Linked DNA regions of Sus scrofa: region 2 is linked to region 1. A link is a contact called in public Hi-C data. All regions are on one chromosome and are shown on one strand. The core of a region is the stretch at or near the end of the contact, and the rest is flanking DNA. Distances in the headings are between cores, read along the strand shown. Region 1 overlaps TRPM8 (transient receptor potential cation channel subfamily M member 8). Region 2 has its middle 130 kb from the start of SH3BP4.

What was found. A called contact is a pair of places that touch in the nucleus more often than the background predicts.
Region 2: a contact with region 1 is called in a Hi-C map of embryonic fibroblasts, with 2.2 times the contacts expected there. The contact joins two enhancer-like sites. A contact is called at or near these places in 11 of 47 Hi-C or Micro-C datasets (embryonic fibroblasts, epiblast stem cells, fetal skeletal muscle and 6 more).

The regions. Positions count from the first base shown.
Region 1 is chr15:134,233,320-134,238,069 of Sscrofa11.1, forward strand. It overlaps TRPM8 (transient receptor potential cation channel subfamily M member 8), which reads left to right. Exons shown (of 28, transcript XM_021074741.1): 21 at 1,029-1,170; 22 at 2,186-2,357; 23 at 3,889-4,066. Among named protein-coding and RNA genes, the nearest start is that of SPP2, 47 kb to the right of the region's middle. Within about 2 kb of position 1,727, at least 12 of the 83 cell types and tissues checked have an H3K27ac peak or open chromatin away from gene starts, as enhancers often do. A contact at or near this core is called in embryonic fibroblasts, where this site is marked.
Region 2 is chr15:135,125,971-135,131,085 of Sscrofa11.1, forward strand. No RefSeq gene overlaps it. Among named protein-coding and RNA genes, the nearest start is that of SH3BP4, 130 kb to the left of the region's middle. Within about 2 kb of position 1,976, at least 12 of the 83 cell types and tissues checked have an H3K27ac peak or open chromatin away from gene starts, as enhancers often do. A contact at or near this core is called in embryonic fibroblasts, where this site is marked.

The DNA.
Region 1 (4,750 bases), core at 477-2,976:
TAAAGGCCCAGTGTTTGAGCCGCCGTTGGCTGGATGTGATTCTAGAGGGTCCCAGGTAGGAAGCACATATGGAGGTCCATGAACACGCTAGCAGGTGGTTAGCTAATCACATGATCTGGTGCAAACGAGGTACGTTTCCCTGGGGGGATGTCTGGCAGGGTCGAGTCTCAAGTGGCTGAAGTCATTATAGACCTTGTGAGCCCAGAAGTCAGCGATGGCGGGATGGGCCCCGCAGTCATATTTGGGATGGAAGACGAAAGGGTCGAGAATCTTGGCAGCTCTGTTTTGTGTGACCCCCTTGCCCCTCCTGGGGTCCATGAGGGCAGAAGTTGGGGCCTTTGGATTTCAGTCACTGACGGGAGGGTGTGCTCCCTGGCCTTTTATCCCACTTATCCCACTTGTTTTTGTCTTTTTGCCATTTCTAGGGCCATTCTCTTGGCATATGGAGGTTCCCAGGCTAGGGGTCCAATTGGAGCTGTTGCTGCCGGCCTACGCCAGAGTCACAGCAACACAGGATCCAAGCTGCGTCTCTGCACCCTCACCATGGCTCACGGCAACGCTGGATCCTTAACCCACTGAGCAAGGCCAGGGATCGAACCCAAAACCTCATGGTTCCTAGTCAGATTCGTTAACCACTGAGCCACGACGGGAACTCCTTTTATCCCATTCCCCGGCTCCTGGCTGTTGCCATGCTTTTGGTTATTTTTTGATTTTTTTGCTCTTTTGGGGCCACACCTGCAGCATGTGGAGGTGCCCAGGCTAGGGGTTGAATTGGAGCTGAAGCTGCCAGCCTCTACCACAGCCGCAGCCATGCTAGATCTGAGCCATTTGCAACCTACACCGCAGCTCACAGCAACGCCGGATCCGTCACCCACGGAGTGAGGCCAGGGATGGAACCCGAGTCCTCACGGATGCCAGTTGGGTTTGTTACCACTGTGCCACAATAGGAACTCCTTGTTTTTTTCAAGAGTACCACTTTGAAATATTTTGTTAGCGTCTCACAAATTCTGTTCCCCTTCTTCCCACAGGCTCCATCCTTCCAACAGAACCTCTCTCTACTCCGGACGCGTGATTTTTTGCCTGGACTACATCATATTCACGCTAAGGTTGATCCACATTTTCACTGTCAGCAGAAACTTAGGACCCAAGATTATCATGTTGCAGAGGATGGTAAGAATGAGGAATATTTGTAGTTGTCCTTCTTCCGGTTGTACCCAGGTTCCTCTCACTGTCCTGACGGGATTTTGTCTGCAGAGTGACGGCTGCATTTCACCATCGGTCGGGTTTGCTCTCTCCGATGTGTTTTCATCGGGGCCCCTTCCAGTTAAAATTTAACACAGGATGACTGTCAGGAGCAAAGAGCATAAGTCTGTTCATTTCTGAGAACGATCTTTATTTAGATTTGACACTCAGAGCCCAGGCAGTGTAGGGACTTTTATACCCATTTTATAGATTTGGACTATCGGGTTCAAGGAGGCTAATATGTTTGTCTGGAGACACGCAGTGAGCCAGAGGTAGAGCGAGGACTGGAGCTTTAGCTTTCTAACCAAGTGGAACGGACGTCAGGAAAGCGCTACCAGACCCGTCTCATGGGGGGTGATAATTACACACCGGTGATGTGGCTTCTTTCAGCTTGTTTTCCACGTGACTCATACCTCTCGTGCCTCTGTCTTCAAATCAGATGGGCATTTGGATGAGCTCATCTGGAGGTTTCTTTTCCAAGGCTGAGCTCCGGTTTGTGGTTTTAATTCAAAGCGTATCTGGGGCATCGAGTCACCATGAGGTCATGCTCTGTGCGCAGAACCTTAGAAAAGATGAAACTGTGCATTCCTGTCTAACAAGGAGAGCTTTTGCTTTGCCTTAGGGAAAGAAACAATGCAGGCATGACTGAGGGGTCTGCAGAACTGGAGAGAGGGAGGGGCTCCAGGCTGGTCTCATTCAGAACATCTCTGCTACTGAACTGGTTTGGGGACCTGGGAGCAAAAATGCGCCTGTCAGTTTTCATGCTGGGAGACAGACGCCTGGAGACCTGAGGGTGATGATGGCCATTTTTAAAAATTAATGAGCGAATGTTGGGCGACTTAGGTCCCAGGGCTCCAGAGCCTCTGAGCTCCCCTGTGGTCGGCGGAGTGGGGGAGCAGCCACGGCATAGTCCTGACCCTGCTCTCCTGTCCTCTCGTCACAGTTGATCGACGTGTTCTTCTTCCTGTTCCTCTTCGCTGTCTGGATGGTGGCCTTCGGTGTGGCCAGGCAAGGAATCCTCAGGCAGAATGAGCACCGCTGGAGGTGGATCTTCCGCTCGGTCATCTACGAGCCCTATCTGGCCATGTTCGGCCAAGTGCCCAGTGACGTGGACGGTGAGCCTGACATGGCCCCAGGTGGGGACAGCTGGGAGGGGGCAGTTGCTTCCAGAACCAGGGCTCCCTGCTCTGGCTCTGGGGGTCATCTTAGAAGCACATGGCTGGAGTGTGACCAACACTAGGCAGTGGACACGAACTGTCAAAGCCTTTCTTTCTCCTGAGCTTCTGTCTGTCTACCTTGCAAGCTTAGGCCCAACATTTCAGACTGCTTTTTTTTTTTTTTTTCTTTTTAAAATTTTTTTTAATTTTAATTTTAATTGTCTTAGGGCCACATGTGTGGCATATGGAAGTTCCCAGGCTAGGGGTCAGTTGGATGCAGCTACCAGCCTATGCCACAGTCACAGCAACGCAGGGTCCAAGCTGCGTCTGTGACCTACACCACAGCTCACAGCAACACCAGATCCTTAACCCACTGATTGAGGCCAGGGATCAAACCTGTGTCCTCATGGATACCAGCCAGGTTCATTACCACGGAGCCATGACGGGAACTCCCCAGAGCAATCCCTTTTTTTTTTTTTTAATTTTTTCTTTCTACTTTATTATTTTTTTTATTACTTAATGAATTTATTACATTTATAGTTGTGCAAAGAGCAATCCTTGAATAAAGAGACTCTGACGTGTCACTCCTCTGTGTAAAGCAGTCTAAGGGCTACCCCTTGCCTTTAGTATAAAGATAAAAAATTAACATGTCTGGAGTTCCCGTCGTGGCGCAGTGGTTAACAAATCCGACTAGGAACCATGAGGTTGCGGGTTCGGTCCCTGCCCTTGCTCAGTGGGTTAACGATCCGGCGTTGCCGTGAGCTGTGGTGTAGGTTGCAGACGCGGCTCGGATCCCGCGTTGCTGTGGCTCTGGCGTAGGCTGGTGGCTACAGCTCCGGTTGGACCCCTAGCCTGGGAACCTCCATATGCCGTGGGAGTGGCCCAAGAAATAGCAAAAAAAAAGACAAAAAAAAAAAAAAATTAACGTGTCTGGTCACCGTGCATCTGTTCCCTCACTTTCACAGACCTTTCCAACCCCCACCACAGGTCCTTTGCACATGCGGTCCCCTCTCTGGATGCTCTGCCTCTCCCCGTTCATTCAGTTGGTGCCTACTCACCCTTCCGTCCTCGGTTCAGAGATGCTTCCTTCTTGTGGAAGCTGTTCCCAGTGACCATGGGAGGACACTCCCTTTTGTGCCTGAAGTGTACTCTGAACACCTCCTTCTTAGCCCTTCTTGGGGCTGAAAGGTTCAAAGAGCTGTCCAAACAGCTGTGCGGTCGACCATCCATCTACCCATCCAAGCTCCCGAAGGGCAAAGACCATGCTTACCTTGCACTTCCTCTTCTCCCCCATCCTGGTGAAGTCCCCACTCCTAGCTGCTCAGTGTCTCCGTGTTGAGTGGATGCACACATGATGGGAAGGCCTACACCTGGTTTGGACAGAGTGCCTCGGAGCAGTGCCCAGCATACTGCACAGTCACCCTGTGTCCCTTTGGACCCTGGCCCTCTGGAGGGTCCTCACTTCGCCTTTCGGTTTCTGCACCTCCAGGCACCACGTACGACTTCTCCCACTGCACCTTCACTGGGAACGAGTCCAAGCCCCTGTGTGTGGAGCTGGACGAGCACAACCTTCCCCGCTTCCCCGAGTGGATCACCATCCCCCTCGTGTGCATCTACATGCTCTCCACCAACATCCTGCTGGTCAACCTGCTGGTCGCCATGTTCGGGTACGTGCCCGGGCGTGCCCTCGCAGGCTGTCCATGCCCTGCGCGCAGTGAGGCTGGAGGAGCCGCGAGCAGAGGAGCAAAGGCCGTGGAGCTGGTGTTACAGGCCTTTCAGGGACTGGTGGTCGGGGATGGGGAGTGGCCTCGAAGGGACTATATCAAAAATATAGCACGTCCCTATTGGCTGTAACCTAAGTTTGACGCCAGAGACAGGCACCTGGTACTCCCTCCAGTGGGTTCAGATTGTGTGTTTAGCCTGCATTTAGCAACCTCCCCCCCGGTGTCTGATAGTGACTACAGTTCAGCTTAGCTCCAAGGTCCTCATATTTTATGGATTCAGTGGGATGGATTCTGGGACTTAAGGGACTCAGCCTTAACATAGTTGGCTGCTGTTTTGAAATTTTTAGTTTAAATACGAATCAAGAGAGCCGAGTCTGGAGAGTGACCACCCTTTGGGACTCACGCCTGAGGTTGGAGGGAGAACACAATATGGTGACTCTAAAACATTTTTATTGCATTTAGCCATTCTCTTTAGTATGGTTAGAAAAATCATGTTTATCTCTCCCCTTTGTCTTTCTTAGGAGGGTTTCAAAGAGCCCAGGTGGTGGTTAGAGTGGGGGTACCTTAGTTTTATGCTTAGGTGGGTGGTGATTTGGGGTACATGAATCCTGGCACAGACAGGCAAAC
Region 2 (5,115 bases), core at 726-3,225, 890 kb after region 1:
TTTTTTTCCCATTGGCCCAGGGAGAGAAGGAGAGAGGAAGAATCCAAGGGTCCTAGCATCTGATTAGCTGAGGAGCAGACATTGAAGGCGGCATCCCAGGTTCAAGCCTGGGTGATGGGTGAAGGTGAACCAGGACAAAACAGGGAAGGGGAAAGAGGAGCTAAACCCAGGCCAGCGGGGGACTGGCCGTCTGCCTGATGGCTCCAGGGACCGGGTGCTATTTCTTTGGGATGTTGGTACACCAGGCAGCTGGAGCAAGCTTCAGGAGAAATGGGCGATTTTTTACAAGACTAGAAGGGAGACCAGGGAAAGTAAAGGCAGAATCGCGGCTGGGCCTCAGGAGGAGCTGGGACCAGGGTGAACACACTTTTAACTTTTCACATTTATTTTGATCTTTTTCCCTAACAGACAGGCCTGTCTGTTCCTTAGTCCACACTGTGTATAGAAAAAAAAAAAACTGCCCCCGGCTCCCAATTTCAGGGGTTATCATTCCAGCCTCTGGGAGAAACTGACCTCTTCCTTAGTCCCAGATTCCCAGAAAAAAAGATTCTGACTGGGCCTCCTGGGTCGGTGCCCACTCCTCCACTGTGGGCAGAGACCGAGGTCATTTTCAGAAGCGAGGCCAGAGCTCACACCAGTGTGGGACAGTGTAAAGTGGTCCTTTTGAGCTGAGCAGATATCCCAAAACGTAACTATCCCCAAAGTCCTTAAAGGGCTCCTATTCCAGCCAATGAACTTGCAGCGTAAGAGAATGCACTACATTTTCTTTTTCAAAGAAAACATCTTTATATTTTCCAACCATCACATCTCAGAAAGATTTTCAACAAGAACTGAAACAAACATTTAGATTGGCTTTTATGTCACCTTAAAATTAAATTAACCATGGAGTTCCCTGGTGGCTCGGTGGGCTAAGGACCTGGTGTTGTCAGTGCTGCAGCTCAGGTTTAATTCCTGGTTTGGAAACTTCTGTATGCTGTGGGCATGGCCAAAAAAAAAAAAAAAAAAAAAAGAACCAGAGCATCAAATCCCTAAGCATTCTCAGAATCAGAGTTTTATTTATTTTATCATAAACCCAGACAATACCATAAAAATCATTCTCTTATGGATTTATGGTAGCTGCTCCCCACAAAGCCTCAAAACTTCCAAAATAATCCCTTCTCATTTAAAAGAATTCTAGCTGGAGATAGTTTATGGTAGAACAACCGTTTACCATGAGGCCACTTTTCTTTGATAGAGAAATACTGTTTCTTCTTGGAGACAAACACAAACTGAAGCCATGGCTGTGGTTTATAACCTGTGTTATTCTCGGGGGTGGTTGGGCTGTGACTGTGAGACCAGAGCCAGGACTTTGCATCAAAGCAGAGCCTCTGAAGCCGGGACAGGAGAGCAGACTTTCTCTTTCCTTCTCTTGCATCAAAACCTCTCCGAGGAGGATTTCCCCTCCTGGAAAAGCATTTATGGAACCAAGTCACAAACCCGGCTCAGGCTGAATAAATACATAGGTCGCCCCGGCAGCTGCTTCCTAGATGTGGGATTTGTTGATTTAATCCCTCCGTTCTGCCTCCTGGTGATTCTTCATTAATTAAGCGCTGGAGAAACAAAAAGAACTTTGTATTCCTTAATCATGGATGGTCCAAAACATCAAAGCCAACAAAGACGTTTTCAGAAGCTCTTTGATGTTTTCCGTCTTCTTCCCCTCGGGGCCTCCTCCAGGGAAGGAGACTAGAGGTCACCCGGGGAGGAGGGGCCAGGAGGACCGAGTCAGGGGCGTAAAGGGGTCCGTGGCTCTGGCAAGGCGATCGGGGCAGAAGCTGGTGCTTGTAAATAAAAGGGCTGAGCAGCCCCGCCAGCGGGCTGTGCGGGGGGCCGGCAGTCAGGGATGTGGCTGATATCAGACGCTATCACATTCCGAACATACCCTTTCTGCGGGGCAGGCGATGCCGCCAGGCTCAAAGAGGGGTCTGCGGCGCCTCCTGGGGTATGCGTGTGGAAATCACGGTGCACGAGCTAGAGGTCGACTTGGAGGTGCTCACAGCTGGTGCGGGGATGGTTTTCTCCGAAACCACGTGGGCACTGAACTAAAAAGAGTCCTGATGAAACGCCCCAGACCGGAGCGCACATCCGGGGTTGGGCTGCCACAGGATTTTCAGGGGCGCCCAAGATTCCAGCCCCTGGAGCAGGCCCCACGAGGAGTCCTGTGGCCTCAACAGGATACACAGCCTAAACGTTGAGAATTGTGTTTTGACAGACAAAACTGAAGACAGAAGCCCGGGGCGGGGCCCCTCTGCAGGCTCAAAGGGGCTGCCGCGAAGAGGCAAGGGAAGGGCCAGGAGATACGGGAGTTTTGGCAACAGACTGGGTAGCTGGAATATCAAAATCACTGCTAATTAACGCACACCAGACAGCCCACATTAAGGAATCTGGGGTTTGGGGAAGACGCAAGAGTCTGGGCCCACGGAACCCACTCCTTTGCTGTGCACCCCTGCTCCGAGGGGCCGGTGTCCTGTGCTTCGTCATCCTGCGTCTCCAGGGTGCGCTGTGTACTGGGGGGGGTGGTGGCTCTAGTGGCTGATGGCTCTATGGCATCTGATCTCTATCCCAGGATCTCTCAGGGCTCCCCGTCAGGGCTCAGGGCAGCTGTCATGTGATGGCTTGATGGCCGTGACATCCCTTGTCGACTCATAGGACAGTGACTTTTTTTCATTGATCCTTCCTCCTGGTGAGTGTGGGAGGACAGAGAAGAGGACGAATGTTTGGCTAATTCCAGGACGAGGTGACCGTGTGACCTTCTCAACGATCCCACGCTTCCTCGAAGAAGCAAACAGCTGCGCCTGGAGCCACACAGCAAGGGGCCTGAGGGAGGTTCCAGGCGTTGACAGCCAGAGAGACGACCCGGACCTGGGGGCTTCAGGTCCCTGACGCTGGGCTCTGCCGAGAACCAGGTGAGCTTGGAAGAGGACCCTGAGGCTTTGCCAGCTCCTGGGGCCCCACCAGGAGCTCAGCCTGGTGAGACCTGGAGCAGAGAGCCCAGCCCATCCCCCGGCACAGAAACTACCAGCTTTGAGCTGCCACGTGGGTGCCAGCTTCTTACCCGACAGTAGAAAACAAATGTAGATGACATCTGAAAGCCAGCACCATCGATCTCAGTCAGAGGTTTTTTTTTTTTAAAGACTTGTATGCATTTATCATAGAACAGACGATTGCTGGTGTTAGAGTCAAAGCTTGAACAACCTCGATGCATCATATAAAACAAAGAACACTGTGTTGAGAGCTCAAACAAACCAACAAAAAACCTGGCTCCAGCCCTTTCTTTACTGGCTGGCTAACTTGGCTCAGTACTTGTATTACTACAGGTGCTCGTTTTAGGCCTTATTAACTGGGGAAAGATGGCAACTTGCTCCCTAAGTCTTATTTCCAGTTTTAAAACACTCTGTGCGTAATCCCCCAGCCTGTCTCTTTCACTTATAATAGTTAGTAATGCACATTCTCTCGCTGCTTAACCTCTGGCAGCAGTCAGGCTCCTTGGTGGATCTTAAAGTCCAAATTGCACGGCCTTGTCCGAGTTCCCAGCCTGCCTTTTCCTCTCCGCTCCCACCTGTCGCCCCAGCTGGAAGGGTCCCCTCCTCATCCGGGTGTGTGCCCGTTTCCACACCTGTGCCTCCACCACCCGCCGTGGCACGTGACCTGGCACATGGCCTTGATCCAGCTACTCACGCTCTGCCTCAGTTGTCCTGTCTGTAAAATGCACAGAACGCTCCTTGTCTTCCCTACGAGAGGGTTCATCGGATCGGCCATCATTTCATTCCTTACACGCCTCCGGGGCCGCTCACTCAGGAGGTGCTGGGCTGCAGCTGTGGTGAGCAAAGCCCCTGCCCTCCGGAGCTTATGTTCTGGAAAAGGCGGTCCAGGAAGACCTGTCTGATAAGATGAAACTGGGACAAAACCTGAACGAAGTCAGGTCCTGGACGCGCAGACGCCTGTCCTGGTGCAGGGAACAGAGGGCTTGAGGCTGGAATGTGCATGCGGCTGTGGAGCAGCAGGAGGCCGGGGTGGGGTCGGCGGGAAACGCCTGTGACGTTGTAGGAAGCTCGGTTGATCTGTGCTGAGGGGCTTAAAGCAGGGTGGCCTGGTTCTGGGGGACTGTCCCCAGGAGGAGAGCTTGTCACTGAAAAGGAAAGACGTCCCCGAGAAACGCCCACAGCTGAGCGATGGGAAGAAGTCGTTGCTCTTCAAGGGGGTGGGCAGAGAGTTTTGCCAAATCATGGGATGTAGTTCCGGGGGTAACAGGCTCAACCCGTTATTGATAAGCTACCATTATGGTCGCTGGCTTGCTGTGCAACTCTGAGAAAGTCACTGTGCCTCTCTGAGCCTCCTTCCTCTCATTTGTACCAGGAAGGGGCTGGATTCAGGCAGTGATTTCCAACCTGGGGACTTGGAACTCCAGGACCCCACCAACAAAATAACGTCAGAAAGAGCCTTACTGGCAGTGTTGGGAGGAGCTGTCATGTCTCTTAAGCATTGACTCAGCCCCACTCAAGGCCAAGTCCAGCCTGTCAAAGCTTCCCCTGAGCTCTGCATCCTTGAGAGGGTGCGGAGGAAAGGGGGGCTGCCCTGGGAAGGCCGTGACCCTCGGCCAGGTGGCTCTGAGGCCTGAGGAGGACCAAAGGCAGAGCAGGAGCCCTGTGCATGCGGGGGGCTGACAGCCACCCCTGGGGCAGAGCCATGCGGCAGACATGCCTCAGAAAAGCATTCCTGTTCCTCTGAAGGAGGCTTCGTCTGTGCTGTCCTGAGAGCTGCTCTTCTTCTGAGGGTGTGTGCACACATGTGTCAGTGTACATGTGCGTGTGGGTTGTGGATATGCATGTGTGCTTACATGTGTGCGCATACATAGTTGTGCGTGCACACATGTGGGGTGTGTATGTAGCTGTGTGTACATATGTGTGTTGTACATGGTTGTGTTGTGTACATAGCTGTGTTGTGTGTGCTTATGTGTGTACACGTGTAGTGTGTACATGTGAGGTGTGCGCAGTTGTGTGTGTACACGTGTGTTGCGTGTAGTTATATATGTGCACATATGTGTTGATGTGTAGGTGTGTGTACTTGTGTGTTGTGTGT